Linked DNA regions of Sus scrofa: region 1 is linked to region 2. The links are chromatin contacts, called in public targeted proximity ligation maps. All regions are on one chromosome and are shown on one strand. The core of a region is the stretch at or near the end of the contact, and the rest is flanking DNA. Distances in the headings are between cores, read along the strand shown.

Region 1 (3,477 bases), core at 812-3,311, 520 kb before region 2:
TCCCTTCCCCAACCCAGTATGTTTCAAAGTCATAGGAAGCAAAAAGAAAAACACAAAAAGTGAAGCGTTTTGTAGTTTAAGATTGTTTAAAATGTATCTTTATCCTGAGTTCAAATGTGTGTTGTGCTCCTGACACACGAGGGCGCACTATCTCTACAGTTTATAATATTCATGGTGCAGAAATTCCTGTAGAAAACAAGGTCTGTGGAGCTCATGACGGGAAACAGGAAGAGAAAGTGCTTGCTATGTGTTCCAGACTTACTGTGTTTTCTGGAGTGGATGGAACATGTTCTAATGTCCCAAGTGAGCAATATCAAGGGTTTCAGAGCCTACAAGCTGGCCCTCTGGCTACAGGGCTGCTGGTTGGAACCTCCTTGATATCAGAAGTACCAAATCGAAACACCAGCTTTGGGAGTTCCCTGGTGGTACAACGGGTTAAGGATCCAGAGTTGTCACTGCAGCGGCTCAGGTTGAAGCTGTGGTGCAGGCTCCATCCCTGACCCGGAAACTTTTGCATGCCATATGGACATGGCCAAAACAAACAAATAAACTAAACTAAACAAAAACCACACACCAGCTTTGGAGTCTGACCTAGAATCAAAGATACGAACTGGAGCAAGTTACCTAAACTCTTCTTAGTCTAAAAATGAAAGCAGGAGTTCCCGTCGTGGCGCAGTGGTTAACGAATCCGACTAGGAACCATGAGGTTGCGGGTTCGGTCCCTGCCCTTGCTCAGTGGGTTAACAATCCGGCGTTGCCGTGAGCTGTGGTGTAGGTTGCAGATGCGGCTCGGATCCCGCGTTGCTGTGGCTCTGGCGTAGGCCGGTGGCTACAGCTCCGATTCAACCCCTAGCCTGGAAACCTCCATATGCCGTGGGAGCGGCCCAAGAAATAGCAACAACAACAACAAAAGACAAAAAAAATTTTAAAAAAAATTTAAAAAAAATTAAAAAATAAAAATGAAAGCATTATCTCATAGAGCTGTAAGAGGATTAAATGGAATGATCAGTCTAAAGCATCTAACAGTGTGTAGCACATAGCAGAGACTTAGGCAGAAGTTATTGCTATTTGTTACTTAATCACAGCTGACATAAAATGTGCTTAATACATGTTTAAGTGAATGAATGAGTGAATGAAATGTGTAGAATCACAGAGATTTTATTGCACTAAGGAAAATGAATACTTTCAAGCTATTTATTTATTTATTTTAGGGCCACACCCTCAGCATATGAAAGTTCCCAGGCTAGGGGTGTACCTACACCATAGCTCACAGCAACACCAGATCTCCAACCCACTGAGCAACACCAGGGATCGAACCTGTATCCTCATGGATACTGGCCAGATTTTCTTCCACTGTGTCACAACAGAACTCCTCAAGCTTTTTAAATGTGGAGTCAGCTAGTTGAGTCACCTCAAGGCAAAGTAACCAAACTGTCTCTAGTAAGCATTAGAGACAGTTCTGTCAGTCTTCTCTACTCCTCTTTGGAAAAAAACAGAGGCCAGAGGGGGCGAATGATGTGCCCCAGGCTTTGAGGCTGATTAGAAAAGCAGGATGAGACTTAAGTCCTAGCTCAAGGCTTAAGTCATAGGGACCTGCCTGACTGGGTGGGAGGACAGGGGAATGAGGAGGTGGCCCTTAATGGACTGATCCCAGAAAATAAATAGGCTTTGAGCTTGTTTTTTGTTTGTTGTTTGTTTGTTTTTCTTTTCTTGCAGCAAATAGATGTTCCCAGGCTAGGGGTCAAATCGAAACTGTAGCCACTGGCCTACACCACAGCCACAGCAATGCCAGATCCAAAGCCACATCTGTGACCTACACCACGGCAATGCTGGATCCTTAACCCAGGATTCAAACCTGCATCCTCATGGATGCTAGTCAGATTCATTTCTGCTGAGCCACAATAGGAACTCCTGAGCTTGGTTTTAACATGCTGCTGAGAGGCACCTTTACCAACAAGTGATCCCACCCACCTGGGGTATAGAAAGAGCCAGAACCACAAGAGCCTCTTGCTTGCCCTAAGGCCACCCATAATTCGCCTCTAATCTGAAGGGATGTGTGGGGAGAGGCTCTCACTTCCCCAAATATGTTTCTTCCTGTGTCACAAGGAGCCTTGGGTCACCTCCTTCCTTTGTGCAACAAAAAAGCAATTTCTGCCTCTGCTTCTTTTGTTTCCTGCCACCACTGTCTTTGCCTTTTCTAGGACCCAGTTCTCAAGACACAGCCCTGCTCAGCCCTGGCTGGCTTTCCCTATCAGTAGCCTCCCCCTGGCTTCCTGACCTGCACAGAAGAACAAAACACTCATGAACCCCTGGGTCTCTCCCTTTGCCTGGGTAAAACAGGCTGTCTTGGTGTGGTCCAACCCCTCTGCTTTTGATCTGCCAGCAGGAAGCAATAAAAGGCACTTTCCACGTGCCTGCTGTAACCATATTTTCCATATTCAAAAGTAGAATTCATTACCCAAGCGGGACACGTGCCATTCTAAGGACTTTCAGACAAAAGACCTGAAATTGGACCATGCCAGGAAACCCAGGATGGATGGTTGCCATGGACATACATCCTGAGAAGTTCTCTCCTCTGGGTGATGCCTGCTAGAAGTGCCATCTGCTTTTGCCACAGATTCATGCCTGTGAGTGTGACTCAGATAACAGCCACAGTAGTCCCTTGAGTAACTCCTACTCAGATTCTGCCAAGAAGCCAGAGAACAGGTGTGTCCAGGACAACTTTTTCCTTGACTTCATTTACTTGTTTTACCTGCATAAAAACCCTAGTCCCATGGGGGCTTTACAATGTATTTTTACCTTCAACTCAGCTACGATTTGCAGGGTGTTTTTACCTTCAACTCAACTATGATTCTTTTAAATATATCAATCCTTGGAGTTCCCCTCATGGCTCAGTGGTTAACAAATTGAACTAGGAACCATGAGGTTGCAGGTTCGATCCCTGGCCTCACTCAGTGGGTTAAGGATCTGGTGTTGCTGTGAGCTGTGATGTAGGTCACAGACACGGCTCAGACCTGTGTTGCTGTGGCCCTGGCGTAGGCCAGTGGCTACAGCTCTGATTCGACCCCTAGCCTGGGAACCTCCATATGCCACAGGTACGGCCCTAGAAAAGACAAAAAGACAAAAATAAATAATAAATAAAAATATCAATCCAAAAAAAAGTATCACTCCAACAACTTAAATATATCCAATAAGTACTATAATGACCTGTTTCACCCGTCAGGAACTGGGTTGTGTAATGCCAGAGGTAAAATGGTGAAAATGCCATTCATTCCAACTCTTTTGAGTCCTTACTATGTACAGAAAATCATGCTTATACTGAGTGGAGGATCCAATGACTGACCGTGTGGTTTGTACCCTTTCACACTCAACTGTAATAAAATTAATCATGCTACAGTAGAATGAGAGCCAGACTTAGTGTCAGAGGTCTTGGGTTCAAATCTTGCCTCTTCCCCTTGATGACTGTGTAGTACTGAG
Region 2 (3,308 bases), core at 550-3,049:
ATGTTCTGCCCTCTTCTTCATTCCAGCAGCCACTGTCAGTCGTTCTGTGCCCTCTGTAAGAGACTCCAGGCCCTCACCTGACTCCTTATCGCTTGCTTTTATACTCCTGAGAATTCTAATTCTCCCTGATTTGAAAGCCGTGACATTTTTTAACCCTCCACTTCCCCAGCTTCGTTCATAGTGCGACAACCAAAAAGAACTCGGGGAACCTTGCACATTTCAAGAAAGGCTGGTACTGCTTCCTCATGCTCCACTAATATGACAGAATAGGTGTGTTAAATATCATCATTTGTATCCTACCCATGATACTCTAGTTAAGCAGAATAGCATCGTCATGTTTTGTTCTCTTATAGAAGTGTATCACACAATAAAAACAGTATAATCTCTTTTCTACTAACATCCTTAAATAGCCCTTTATTGATCAGAAAGTCTTCCACTGTGTCGAGATTCCATAGATCTGTGAAGGTCTGTTATAATCTTTTGTGTTCATTTGTCTTACAAATATGTATTGAATACTTTTTATATAATAACAGTTAAAATTTGAAGTTACCTTGTGGCACATCAGGTTAAGGATCTGGCATTGTCACTGCAGCAGCTCAGGTCGCTGCTGTGGCACAGGTTCGGTTCCTGGCCTGGGAATTTCCACATGCTGCAGGTGAGACCCAAAATAATAACTACAATTTATGTAATTCAGGTTACAGGTCATACGCACATACATAGCTCATTAGTTTGACATCAAAATGGAATCAGCATAGCGAGGATTTATCTGTTAATTCACATGGATAATTAAACATCCAGTCCATTCTGTACAAAGGTGTCACTGACCTAGAATCAGTGCAAGTGTTTAAGCTTCTGTAGATAATAAATAAAATCTCAGGATTCAGTCTTCTCTTGGTATTGATAGTGGGATTGAACATCCCCTAGGTCTAATCTTTTTTCCCCCAGGTTACCTTGGAGGAATGTTTCTGTAGCAGAAAGGTTTCCATCTTAGTGGTGGTAGAGATTTGATACTGTTGCCTTTTTTACATAAGCTAATGTAATGTATATTTTCTTAGTAAAACTTATATTCATTTATCTGGTAACTGTTTGCTTATTTATTTTGCTTTTGAGTGTAGTACCCACGGCACACGGAAGTTCCCAGGGGAATCAAAGCTATAGCTGCTGGCCTATACCACAGCTTACAGCAACGCCAGATCCCCAACCCACTGAGTGAGATCAGGGATCTAACCTACATCTTCATGGGCACTAGTCAGATTTATTTCCGCTGAGCCGCAACAGCAACTCCCTATTGGTAAACTTTCACTGACCATCTTGTAATAGGTTCTGAGGCAATAAAGATAAAAAGAGATAACTCCTAGGCGTTCCCACTGTGGTGCAATGGGTCAAAAGATCTGGTGTTGCTGTAGCTGTGGTTGGGATTCAGTTCCTGGCCTGGGAATTTACATTGCTGTGGGTGCAACCATAAAAGAAGAAAAAAAAAACCCAAAAAAACTCCTCTCCCAAGAGCTCAGACTAGGCTGCAAGAAGATTTGCAGTCTAACCATTATAGCAATTAGAATCATCTTTGTACAGGTAAAATATTCTGGAATGTGAATGAAGGAGTTAGTTTATAATTCTGCCAGTTGGGTGCTGTAAAAATTCTAGGAAGAGTTTCACAGAGGGGGATAACGGTTGTATGGCGATGAGTAAGCAGAACCTTTATAGCCGAAGAACTGGGTGAAAGTGTCCCAAGCAGAGGAACAGCAAGTGTAAATCAGGAAACTCGAGAGGACATGCTGTGCCCGCCTGCCAGGTTGTAATTATACGCGCACTTGAGTGTTCAGTCTAGATAAGCTCCTTGAGGTCAGAGACTGTGACTATTTTGGTCACCATTGTCTCCTGGAACACAGCAGATGTTTAAGAAATATTTTTATAAACAGAAATACACAGACCCTCATGAATGGTCCCCAGGTTCTCTCACACAGCTTCCCTCAAACTCCCCTTGGTGACAACTGATACACCTCCTTGGGCTCCTAGGTGCCAAGGAACAGTGTGAAAACCACTGCTGTAGATCTTTAGGGTTTGGCTTTTTTTTTTAAATAATTTTCATATCTTTTAAGTTATGAATACTCAAAGTTAATAATGCTGTGTTTCCTTTAGTCTTTTGTCTCTAGAGGCCAAAAAAAAAAAAATAACTTACCTACACACAGCTGTGAATTGACTTTTACATGATGCTGTGTGGAATTACATAAATTCTAGTTAATTTTAAGTAAAAGGCACTGAAAATTATTTAATTGTAATATTAAAGGTGTTTCTTTCTGTCTCATATCTGTGTTTTCCAGACCGACTGGAGGGTGACAGATCGGAAGGCTCTGGTCAGGAGAATGAAAATGAGGATGAGGAATAATCAACTCTTATTGGCAAGCACTTAGATGTTCTGAAATTTGTATAAGACATTTATTATATTTTTTCCTTTACAGAGCTTTAGTGCAATTTTAAAGGTTATGGGTTTTTTTGGAGTTTTTCCCTTTTGGGGGGATAACCTAACATTGATTTGAAATGATTGTGTGCATGAATTTGGGAGCGTGTGTAATACAAAACTAGCAAAATGTTTTAAAAACTTTTTGCCGTGTATGAGGAGTGCTAGAAAATGCAAAGTGCAATATTTTCCCTAACCTTCAGATGTGGGAGCTTGGATCAATGTTGAAGAGTAATTTTCATTATAGTGAAAATGTTGGTTCAAATAAATTTCTACACTTGCCATTTGCATGTTTGTTGCTTTCTAATTAAAGAATTTGGTTGTTTTAAGATATCCTGAATTTGTCTTTTTGTTTAAATGCTTTGCTACCTTGAACCACATTTTCTAAATCTTTCCTTGTAAAAAGATTGTCTTTCTCTATTCTTTTCTAGATTTAATAACCTTTTCTGTTTTGACTTCTGTGTGACCGAATCACATAGAGGAGCTTTGTTTTCATTTCTCCTTCTAAAGCACTTTACCTCCACCTCTGGTCATCGTCTCTCATGATTAGTGGTCCCTCATTCCCCATGTATAGGAGTTAGACTTCGAGCAATCCCACAGCATCATGGACATTCACATACCACATTAGCACAAGCTAGTTCCGAGACCTCTGGCTTCTGGCCTTCCCAACTCCAATGTCTAGATTTCATCTAAAAGCTATTGACCGTTCAGTCTTCTAGTTCCTGGTCTTCCTCACCTCTGGTGTCCCTCTTCACTCGACTTAGGCCATCTACACCCAGGTCTGTATCTTATGGGTTATGACCTGACGCTGCCCCTGCAGACTTAACCCTTCAGTCATTCTCCCTCCTGT

The links.
Region 1: a targeted proximity ligation map of alveolar macrophages shows a contact between it and region 2. A contact is called at or near these places in 6 of 47 Hi-C or Micro-C datasets (embryonic fibroblasts, epiblast stem cells, omental adipose tissue and 2 more) and 2 of 2 datasets of targeted methods (alveolar macrophages and skeletal muscle).

Annotation. Positions count from the first base shown.
Region 1 is chr4:83,428,760-83,432,236 of Sscrofa11.1, reverse strand. All of the region lies in intron 2 of LOC110260300 (a long non-coding RNA gene), which reads left to right. Among named protein-coding and RNA genes, the nearest start is that of RCSD1, 26 kb to the right of the region's middle.
Region 2 is chr4:82,911,057-82,914,364 of Sscrofa11.1, reverse strand. DCAF6 (DDB1- and CUL4-associated factor 6) reads left to right here. Exons shown (of 19, transcript XM_021089469.1): 19 at 2,322-2,789. The coding sequence ends at 2,386. Among named protein-coding and RNA genes, the nearest start is that of GPR161, 68 kb to the right of the region's middle.